Regions from separate parts of the Sus scrofa genome. Here region 1 is linked to region 2. The links are chromatin contacts, called in public Hi-C maps. All regions are on one chromosome and are shown on one strand. The core of a region is the stretch at or near the end of the contact, and the rest is flanking DNA. Distances in the headings are between cores, read along the strand shown. Region 1 holds the start of PLS3 (plastin-3). Region 2 has its middle 46 kb from the start of LUZP4.

Region 1 (5,296 bases), core at 1,248-3,747, 210 kb after region 2:
GGATGGTGTGAAAGATCAGAAAGATATGCAGTTTGAATAGAGCTTTGAGTTTAAGTCTCCTTTCTTAGAGCAAAATGCTAACCTCCGAAAAGGCCTTTAGATTTTGGGTAACACAAAAGTAGCTTAGTTATAACAAAATGTGTGTGTGTGTGTGTGTGTGTGTGTGTGTATGTGTGTGTGTGTCTGTCTCTTTTTAGGGCTGCACCTGTGGCATATGGAGGTTTCCAGGCCAGCGGTCGAATTGGAGCTGTAGCTGCTAGCCTATACCACTGCCACAGCATTGCCAGATCCAAGCTGCACTCACGGTCTACCCCGCATTTTGTGGCAACCAGGGATCCTTTAACCCACCAAGAGAGGCCAGGGATCAAAACCAGCATCATCATGGATACTAGTAAGGTTTTCAACCCACTGAGCCACAAGGGGAATTCCCAAAACAGCTATCTTAACAGTATTTATTAAAATGGAGTTCTACGTGGATTCTATTGTTGAGCTTGTTAAAGGGGAACCTCAACCAGCATCCAAAGAAGTGCTTCTGTGTTTAGGGCAGGTTTTACCTGTTGGAAACTACTGAGGCAATGAGGCATAGGGCCACTGCTCGGGTACTTTGTGATTTTGAAACTATGGGCCACTGCACTTCCATTAAAGTGACATTTCTTAACCACAAACTCTTGCTGAATCCTGATCCTCAGTGTTAGTAAGTAAAGCTTATGTAAGGCTTCTATGTAACTTTTTTTGAATAAGAAAACAGGAAGGCATAAATAGTATATGAATAAGATTCTTAATATTTTGATTTTCTAAATTCTAATACTTCAAAAAAAAAAACTAAAATAGACTACTAAGTAATTGAGACAAAGATATTCATACTTGAAAACTTAGCTTGCCGAGTCCCTTCATACAGACATTCTAGGTCTGTAAATTTAAGGTTTAAAGCAGGTGGAAGGCCTTCAGTGGTGACTTACAGACACCATAACAGGTAGAAAACCAAAGTACTATATTCACATATCTAGAAATGTTGTGTAAAGAATTCCAGAAACCAACTAAACCTTGGGCCAATTATTGAAAGCCAGAAATCTCACTTTGGAACCTCTTGTGAATGTGTGTGGCAATGTACTACACAGTGGACAAAACACAAACATGTTGAAATCAGTATTTTTGTGTTGACCCAAACCTGACCCAGCACAAAATCTCTCACAACAGAAATTTAATATTTCTGAAAGCATGATTGCCCTCTCATTTCTTTTTCACCTTTCTGTGCCTTTCCTATGTTCTTCCAGTTGGTTAATCATTAATTAGTATTTAACAAGGCTTCTTCCCAGCGCCAACTCCTTCTCTGCCAACCTAGCCTTTAGGTAGTATATGAACTCCCCTTTCCTGCCCATTTAAGAAGCTCTGGCACTCGCTATAGGTTAATTTTGCTAAGGAAGTTTGTAAAAGTAGATGAAGCAGGGTTCCTTGACAAGACCATTCAGTTTTCCAGGCCACTCTTAATTTAGCAATTTTCCTAGCTCATATAAAAATGAGATGTCATTGAACCAATTTTAAATTCTTAAAAAATTTCCACCATACATTTCCTGAACAAAATGGTTGCGACTGAAGCGGGAAAGGGCTTAACCTGTCTCTTCTACAGCTGTCCCCCAAGCCAATCTCTTGACCTGGGGAATCCGTCAAACTCTGGTCCTCTGACCTGATTCTGGACCTGGCTCGAGCCAAAGCACTGGAATGCAGATAAAGAGGGGAAATCCCTGCCCGAATTAAAGAAAGAGGCCAGCTAAGAGGCCAAGAAGAAAAGGTACTCTGGGAAGCAGGAGCACGTCTCCAAGTTTCCTCTGGGGAAAGGAACTGATGAGAACTGACATCCATTTCCAGTCAAACGAGTGGAACCACGTTACCTCCACCATCCCTTCCCACCTCCACCTCTCTCTTTTCCGCATGGACAAACAGACCAGACAGGTGATTCTGGTCAACAATTTCCTTGGCACGAAGTCAAAAACCAAAAAACATGAGAGCCGCGTCCTGATCTATCCATCTGCTCCCTAGACTTGCTAGGAAAGGGAAGATTGCTGAGGTTTTCCTTCGGCGTTGTTCCTTACGCGGAGCAGAAGAAACAGACTAGCAAGGTCCCTTCCCAAGCCAAGATTCTCTCACGCTTCTGGGGTGAAACTGTACCCTCCAGAGACTTCAATAGGGGCTTCGTGAGGTTCAAACTCTCGCTCCAACATTTTCATCTTTTCATTTATTCCGCACGATTATCTGCAACTTGGTCCCCGAGCCAGGCTCTGAGGACTTCTTTTTAGCCAGGGTGCGGGAGAAACGGGAGTAGAGGACCAATCTCGGCTCCCTGCCGCAGAGTTACAGTCCCCATCCCTTCAGGACGCCCATCCCGGTGCCTCTTCACCCAACTCCCCACCCAGTTGATGTGACAGGCTCGTGGCCCAATCCCCTTCCTGGTTCCCAGGCCGACTGCTAGCACCACCCGAGCCAATGGCGGCGTCCGAGGGGCGGAGGGGGCTGGCAGGAGGGGAGGGAGCGCTGGCTTTAGAACCGCAGCCGCAAAGATTCCGAGCCGCAGAAGTTGTCTGAGTGCGTCGGTCGGAGGCTGTCGGGCCGGATCCGGGACTCTGCGACTTTATGTAAGTGCTTTGCAGGCTCGGGAGGGCACGGAGGGAGCGGGGTTCCTGGGCGTGGGCGGGAGTGGGTCCTGGGGAGAGCATCTCCGAGATCCTCGGCCGGAACGTGCCTGGCACGGGGGGAGGGGGGGAGTGGGGCTAAGAGGGAAGCTGGAGAAATTTCAGTCTTAGCCCTTGGGCGCCAAAGCGGTCGGTCGCATCGAGGATGGGTGGGAGTGACTGAGTATTCCCCACGACCACCACCCGCCGCAAACGTTTTTTGCTTTTAACTGGATAGATGGTGCTTTCTCACTAGTTGCTCTTAACTTGTTGCCAACCTTGGGCTGGACTCCTTGACGCCAACCCTTGCCCTTCTCCCCTTCCGTGGCCGCGGCCCCGAAGTGGAAACCCAGCGCCTAACTTCCCTCGGTCGTCGTCCTTCTCCAGCTTCTGCCACCCTCCTCCCTCCTCCTCCGCCGGCTCCGGACTCAGGAAATCCCGGAGCCGGCCTCCCGCGACGCCTCCAGCCCCCGTTCACCGGCCTCGGGTGACCTCGCGGGCTCACTCCTGCCCCGCGACTCCGCAGGGTGCAGTGGCCCTGGGAAGGAACGAGGCTCCGGTTGCCTGCCTTCCGCCCGCTTCCCTTGCCATTAGCGAGCGAGAGCGTCGCGATCGCATCGCGTCTCCCTATGAGTAAGCACTTTTTTTCCTTTCAGTAGCAGGACATCTCTGGGCCATTAGGGCAGTACCTTTCCGTTCTCCTCACCCCCCCGACTCCGCGCCACCCGTCCGCTCCTTTTTCTCAGCTTCTCCGGCTCTGCTGCAGGGGCGCGCGATCCGGGCAGCAGCGGCATGGCACTTCTCCGGGCTCCACGGGAGGCAGAGGCGAAGGGGCGGTGGGAGGGGGGCAACGTCCCCCTTCCCCCACTCAGCTGCACTTGCGGGTATTTACTTTTCCCCACCCGCTGTACTTAGGCGCACTAATGAGAGGCCGGGGGACGCCGACCACCCCCGCCCTGGCTTCTGGCCAGCCCCAAAGTTGCCGCCGCCGCTGCTGCTACTTGTTCTGATGTGCTGGCGGCTTCGACCGCCCGGCTCCAGGGCAGAAGATCCCAGCCTGGGAGGTGGGAGTGGGTTTAATGCTTACTGACACTTTCCCCAGTTAGTAACGCTCCCTGCTCCGCACCTGATCTGCACAACATCCCGGGTAGTGCTCAGGGTTGAATTTAGAGCTAACTGGGTTCGAGAGCCTCGCCATTTAGGATCAGATGGATGGGATGCTGGGGATGCCCGACACGTAACCGGGGGCGGGGGTGGGGTGGGGGGAGAGATCCTGACTGGCCGCACAGTAGGTAGAAAACATAGGTGGAATCAAAAACTACTGAGAGGTTAGCACATACTCCGCCATACAGGATGTCCACAGTGTATTTGGGAGCCTAAACTTGATCCTGAAGATGCAATTTACAGTGAATTCCAACATAGTGGCCGAAGCCCCACACATGCCAGTTGACATCACGTGCCCCAAGTCTCTGATGCCCCTAGGCTAATGGTCACACGACTTTTTTTGCCTTTAAAACTGGAATGTAATGGCTGAAGTCCATTTTCCCAAAACTACTGCGACAAAAAAAGGGGAGGGGGGGTGTGTGAACCAGCCTCTACTCAAGGGAATTCTACTTGGATTTGGATGGAAGGAAACAGAAAGGGAATTTGGTGCTCAGATCTTATCCAAAATAAAAACAGGAGCTGTTTTTAAAATAAGGGCTGAAATATGTTTGTGCTGAGATATATATCTCCCCTGTGGCCTTTCAATCTAGTTATGGCTTTTCTCAATTTTAAAAATATCTTACTAATTATTTTCTAGGAAAATGTCTTTATTCACGCCCTATTTCATTCTGAAATGATAGATTTGAAGCCATAAGATAGTGGGTTTTTTTTTTTTTTTAAATTGGGCTTTGTCTGTGTCCCTGGGTCTGGCCTATATTCCAATTGAAGTATTCTCTCTATATTAGGCATATGCTTGAAGGTGGTGAATAATCTTGGCTAAAGTTAATTATCAGTCATTGTGGTTCGGATCAGAAATCAGGCACGACAACAGTAGACACTAAATTTGAGAAGTCGAGCTAGTTGGGTTTTTGCCTGTCAGTACCTTAGTAGAATAATGTGAGGTCCCAGAAACAACTCCCATAAAGACCAATACCCACCCATGTGGCCCAAGTTAAGATTGCTGTTGGAAAAGCATGGCAGTTTTGTTATTCAGATTATATATTGCAGAGTACAGAAATGGGCAGAGCAATCTCTGAGGGTGAGAGTTTAAAAGCTTTACTTATTTTTTAAAAAATGGACCCATTTGATGCATAGCCTTGAAAACAACTAGGGCAGCTAAAAATGAAACTGGGAACATTGAAGAGATTTGGGCTTTGTATGGGTTTAGCCAAAAACCCTTTGTCTACTGCAGCAACCTCTGAATGACTTGAGCACTCCATTTTCATGCTGTGCATGGATTTCTGAGCCTAAAAACTAGAACAGCTTTAAAGCACATAGTTCTGACCGCAAGGCTAGCCTTTCCGCACAGATGAGCTGGAAGTGGACTCAAGCTGCACCTGAGTTAATTAGAGTTAACTACACTGGTAGATAGACCCCCCCTAGTGGAAGTGAGATGATAATATAATTTTAGATTGAACGCCTAATAA
Region 2 (6,150 bases), core at 1,592-4,091:
TCTGCCATAACCCAGCAAGCTTTACTTTGCCTCCCAGATTGGTTTTTGAAATTGAGTCTTGTAGAAATCTCTCAACCAAAATAGTCTTTCTATATTCTGTTGTATCCAATAAATAACTGTTAAGAATTACAGTCCAGTGGGCTGCTGTTTATAGTGACCATTAAAGTACTGTTCACTGCTTTTTATTGTTAAAATGCTGGGAACCCACTTTATAGTATTTTACTATTCTTACGTGGTAATATAAGTGGATCCTGCACATACTTTTATGTATTTCCTTCTTGAAAATTAAAAACAGTGGTTGTTCATGTCTGTGTCTGTAGGAAGCAAGACCAGGCTTCTAAAAGGTGTTAACTGTCTATGCTTCTATCTTCAACCTGATGAGATGCTAAAGATGAAGGGGGTGAGGCAAGAGGATTGAAAAGGGCCTGAGTAGGGCATAATCAGACATTAGGATTTCTCTTGAAGCTGCTTTGAAATCACACAAGAAATCAAGGAAGAGGAAGGAGAGAATTAAATTGGACTTGCAGAATCACAGATACATGCAAGGTGTTCCTTGCCAGGATCTACAATTCTGTAGGTTCAGGCAAAAAGTCAGGTCACAATGCTACAGAGACAAGTTCTCCAGCAACACATTAAATCATTCTTTGAGAATCTTTCAATTTGGATCTAGTTTCTTTTCATGCCCCAAGATGGAGCTAAAGCAATGCTGCCCTCTGCAAACTCAACGTATTTGGAGAATGGGAAAGAACATGGGACCATCTGCATGTTCACAGAGCAAGTGCAAGAGAAAAGAAGCATTGTGTTTTTTCTTCTAAAGCATGACGTTTCACAACTGAGGAACATGCTGGAGTATGAAAGAAGCACACAATCACTGCAACTGTTTGGGCTGGCTTCTTTTCTCAGCAAAGTCACACTATCTTCCCTGGACAGGCAAGCCTAATTTCCATGCCAGACCACAGGTGAGGTTTTGAGGGCCAGGGACTTGTTCCTCTCCTTTGCCATCCTTCCCACCCAGGTCTTCACCATTTAAGAGGAATAAAGATAGATTAGATCTTGAGTGAGACAAAAGTCTGACAAATAACCAGGCATTTTCATAAAATGAAGAAGTTTGGTAATTGCCAGTTTACCCTGGTTTTTCTTCCAGATGGTTCCCTTTTCCGCTGACTGGCCCAAGTGACTATTGAGATCATTAAAACATCAAAGGGTGGAGGAGAGAGGAGTTCGATTTTCCATCTCCTACTTGCTTGGATAACTCTGCTTCTCCTAAGCAAAGACCTAATTAAGACATAATCGCTATTTTTTTAATGGAGAAAGAGAATGAATTTTCATCTGATTCTTGTATATAAGGACCTCTGAGCAAAGAGTGAGTCATTAAAATATTATCTAGTATTTGCATAGAGCCAAAACTAGAAAAAAAAAGATGTGAGGTTTCTAGGGTCACACAGTCTTCAGCATATTATATGATTATTTGTCATTTATTGAGCACTTACTATGGACCAGCTACTGCATTAAGCATTTTACATAGTTTATCAATCCTCAGAACAACTCTATGAAGTAGCTGCCATTATTATCCCCATTTTACAAATTAGGAAACTGAGGCTTACAGAGGTTAGGTAACTTACCCAAGTCCAAACAGCTAAGAAATGGTAGAATTAGGATTGAAACACAAGACTCTCTTACTTTAAAAAGTTGTGTTCTCAGGAGTTCTCATTGTGGCGCAGCAGAAACAAATCCAACTAGTATCCATGAGGATGTGGGTTCAATCCCTGGCCTTGCTCAGGAGGTCAGGGATCTGGCATTGCCGTGAGCTGTGGTATAGGTTGCAGGTGCGGCACAGATCCTGCATTGCTATGGCTGTGGCATAGGCCAGCAGCTGTAGCTCCTACAAGTTGTGTTCTCAATCACTGTGCTACACGGTACGTGAGAGGTGTTGACTAGAACACCTTCAGGGCCTTATTAACATTACTAGTGAACCATACTTTTGAGGGCTTATCATATGCTAAGTCCTATTCTAAACTCTCCACATGTATCAACTCACTTCTAAATCTCACAACTTCATAACAAAGGTACTATTATTTTACAGATAAGAAAAGTGAGGCATAGACAACTAAATTTCCAACATTCACAAAATATTAAGTGGCATAGCCTGGGCTACACATTCTGGCCATCTGATTCCAAACACTATTGTCTTAATCACTAAGCTGCACTGAAGGTAATGTTAATTTCTGCACGAGGCAGCCCAGTCCACTTTGAGGATCAGCTTCTTTTGTTAGAAAGTTGGACCCGTAGCTTTACAGGACCTCTCAGAAGCAAACAGTAGAGTTCAAGAGTCCAGCCTTCAGCAGAGGCTCTTGCTCAATTTCTTCCCCAAATGTGTGTCTCCATTACCTTTAACCTGCATCTTTGAACAAACTGATGTATGGGGAGTTCAGCAGTGGCACATCTCAGCTGTGCCTTTAATGTCTGATGAGTCTGCTTGCACGCTATGTTTTTCATTTGATCTAAAGAAGATCTAATGAGAGATAGCTCCTGATAATGCATTGTCTGCTTTCAACATCACTAGGAAAGCACTTGGCTACAAACAATCCCTATTCTGGTATAATTGCCTTTGAAAAGGGGGCACAGCATAAACTCCTCAGAGTTTGGGTCTGATTTCCTGAGGTGTTCCATTTCAGAAGAGGCCCCTGACAACAGGCAGAGAATAAAAACAAGTGTGGTCTGGGGCAGACAGTGTTTTTCAAACAGTTGGCCAAATCTCTCCTGGCAGCCGGGAAGCAGCTGAATCATCAAACGCGAGGCCTCTAACGAGAGGGAGGCTGGGCTGTATTGAAGTGCATTCCAGACTGACTGAAACCCAGAGCTGCTGCTGCTTTACCAACGCTGGCGCCCTTCCAAGGGGGCCGGCCTGGCTGAACTGCTCATCAAAGCCTGATTTCGTCTCTTCTCTTTCTCTCTCTCTCTTTTTCCACCTCTTCTTTGTGATTTCCCACAGAGCATTTGCCTGCTTTTGGATGGAATATTTGAATGACTTTTGGGGTCACCTCAGGTACAGCCTCTGCTCTGCAAGCTAAAGTTAATGAAATCCATTTCCTGGTCGGAAAGTCAAAATAGCAGAGAAGAAAGTCACTGAGATGGAGCACTCAGGGAATGGACAAGAATGGGCAGGCATTCTTTTCCGAAAGGCAGGAATGACCTAGGCTTTCAAAAATTGAAAACCAGATGTTTGGACAAAACCCTAGACCCAATTTTTATCTTAGAAGTGCTGAAAACCTTTATAAAATCCTTTGACTAAAACTTAGGAGAATGGAGAGTAAGGAAAGGGGCCTAAGTACTGTAATTCAACTTGAAAATAAATAGATCCCCCATTTATATCAGAAACAAAGCAAATGTTTGGACTCATTATGCATGAAGAATGAAGAATATTTTCTGTGTCTTTTAAGATGACCACCTCTGGTATGTACCATTCTAAGCCTAATTATGGATGAGCACAAATAAATATGCTTTGTTTCTCCATCTCTACAAATATATTGTTTAATTACATTTGTTTAATTACATTTGCCCCTAATAACTAAGAGGAAAGATCCAGTGACTCGCTCACTGACGGTGCCAAGTTGGGCACTAATCAGAACCTGGAGCTAATCTCAACCCTCTCAGATAGGTTTTTTCCACCTAGAGAAATGTTTTGGAAGGGAGGGGCCTTCTTTGCTGTTAATAGTAAACTGTGAACACCTGAAGGAGAAGGGTGGTTGTGAGTCGGAAAGAACCTTGAAATTCCACGATACTATAATCCATTGTCTGGATTCTGATGGGGAAAAGAAAGAAACTGAATTCTCCTCCCTTCAGTCCTTGCCAACAGCATTCCTTCTCCAGTGTTCTTCCTGACCCCACCCACAATAATAAGGTGTGTTATTTTTATAAAACTCCAAAGTACTTTCACACACATTTATATTTGATCTATACAACTTTGAGAGGATGGAAAGATGTCCCTTTTTACAGATGAGGACACTGAGGCCCAAAGAAATTAATTTATTTGCTCAGTGTCACAAAGGAAATTAGTTGTAGAGCCAGGTACACTAGATCATCAGTTCCTAAGACTATTACTCCTTTTATACATCAAACTATACTGGTTTGGAGTACTGGTTCCCAAATTTTCAGGTGCATCAGAATCACTTGGGAAGCATTTCACAAAGGCAGATTTATAGACTTTATCCTCAGAACTAAAGTAGGTCTGGGATAGGTGTCCAGAATCTGCCTTTTAAATAAGGTCCCCAAATGTTTCTGATATATATCTCAAATGAAAGTGAGTGAATCTGTAAACCCTCAGCAGTTTAGAGATTTCATTTACATCTCTAAGGCCTTTTAGTTAAAAAATCGAAATTAAAAGCAGCGGAAAAGTAAGAGGGCTATTCTAAAGAGGACCATGAGATGAGGGGTAGAAGAGAATAGATGTGGTGTTTGGTAAAGGACACTTGCTCCCCCAACTCTCTCCCTCCAAAACCCCTTTTCCACACGAAGGTGGAGTCAAATGGACTCCAAGGGGATCTGTGAAAATAAGCATATCTTGCAAACTGGCCCCTGAGACATGTGGCCAATGGGCACAGAAAGACTTTGAAAACATGGCATAGGAGTGGCTCTAGGTAAATAGGATAGATGTACTTGAGCCTCAGGTCTTTTTTTTAGCACAGCTGGTAGGTTTTTTACTCTGGAGCCAAACTGGCTCAGTTTGTATTCTCCCTCTTCCAATTACTAGCTCTGTAACTTTGGGCAATCATTTAACTTTTCCATGCCTCAGTTTCCTCACTGAAACAATGGAGATTAAATTGCTATGTAATTTCATAAGGTTGTTATAAGGACTAAATGAAGCAACACATTTATACCACTTAGAACAGTGCTGGCATATGGTAAGTACCAATAGCATTGTTAATTACAATTTTCCTGAGTCATCGCTGAGGTGCAATTAATAAAGAATGGCTTGTGCCTAGAATCAGTCATTTCAATGGTTTTCATGCCGGTGCTCTGAAGAGCCATAGATGGCACTATTGTGGCAGTCTGATAAGTCTCTTTTCCAGACTAAAAGATGAATTCTGACAAGATATGGGGTTTCAAATGGCAGCACCACAGGGCACAATATTTTTCTCTCAAAAAGTATTCAGTGGAACTTAATAAAAATCTGGTCAGTGTTGTCAGGTAACAATGTACACATTCAGAGCACTGTGTTTCAATGATATTTTTCCCCTTTTAACTTTCCCATCTCAAGACCATACCATACATGATAAAAGACAATCACGATGATGATGGAGATACTGTGATACCGAGGCTCCTCCAAGAGTATTAAGAAGGCCTGTGAGCACACTGCCTTAGTCAGCTGCCTGATACGGCAGGGTGGCTGGTTATAGATGTTATATCCAGGACTGGCTCCCCAGAATTTGCTGATGGGTAATATTTTGGGATTTTGACAGAGTTTCAAAGTTGGTAGATTTATGGGACGTATATTAGGTATCTGGAAACCCTAGGGTACAAGGATATGTGTGTGTCAGAGGGAAGAGGGAGGAATAGAGAGAGAGAGAGATTAGAGGAAAGAGAAAGAAAGTGAGAAGTTGACAAAGAGTGATGATGTGAATATACATTGGGAGGGAGTGGGGGTTCAGGATGGGAAGCAAGAGAGGAGAATTTTTGAGAAGGGATGATGGGAGACAAGGAAGGTCTGGCACTGTGTCCAGAATCTCCTAGAAGCTTCTGGAGCACATCGTGTTTCACGGGGGAAGCAGTTTCATTCCAGCCTGAGTTAGCCCACCTACCACCAGCTCTGCTCCCTGCTGTCTGTACTGTCACTCAGGCTCACAGGCACTTCTACTTCAGTGCCCCCAAGCCATCTCATGGTATATTCATCTGTATCTTTGCTGCTCATGTGACTGACAGCCAGCCAACAAGGTGTCAGAGTACCAGCAAGTGGCCTAGGTTGAAGTGCAAGGGAAACACTGACAAATATGAAATACTTATATTCATAAATGTCTGGTACCAAATATAGCCAGCTAGCACTTAAACAATTCAAAAGACCAGGAACAGTGGTATCAATATGGAGGTCTAAAGGCCTATGTCTTTGATTATGTGCATATGTGCATCTAAAGAACACACTTGCACATAGAAATC

The links. A called contact is a pair of places that touch in the nucleus more often than the background predicts.
Region 1: a Hi-C map of embryonic fibroblasts shows a contact between it and region 2, with 4 times the contacts expected there. The contact joins the promoter of PLS3 here to the enhancer-like site in region 2. A contact is called at or near these places in 1 of 5 promoter capture datasets (liver), 16 of 47 Hi-C or Micro-C datasets (adipocytes, alveolar macrophages, embryonic fibroblasts and 10 more) and 1 of 2 datasets of contacts at active chromatin or transcription factors (skeletal muscle).

The regions. Positions count from the first base shown.
Region 1 is chrX:94,882,601-94,887,896 of Sscrofa11.1, forward strand. It overlaps PLS3 (plastin-3), which reads left to right and starts at 2,498. Exons shown (of 18, transcript XM_001925936.6): 1 at 2,498-2,630.
Region 2 is chrX:94,674,305-94,680,454 of Sscrofa11.1, forward strand. No RefSeq gene overlaps it. Among named protein-coding and RNA genes, the nearest start is that of LUZP4, 46 kb to the left of the region's middle. Within about 2 kb of position 2,842, at least 17 of the 83 cell types and tissues checked have an H3K27ac peak or open chromatin away from gene starts, as enhancers often do. A contact at or near this core is called in embryonic fibroblasts and skeletal muscle, where this site is marked.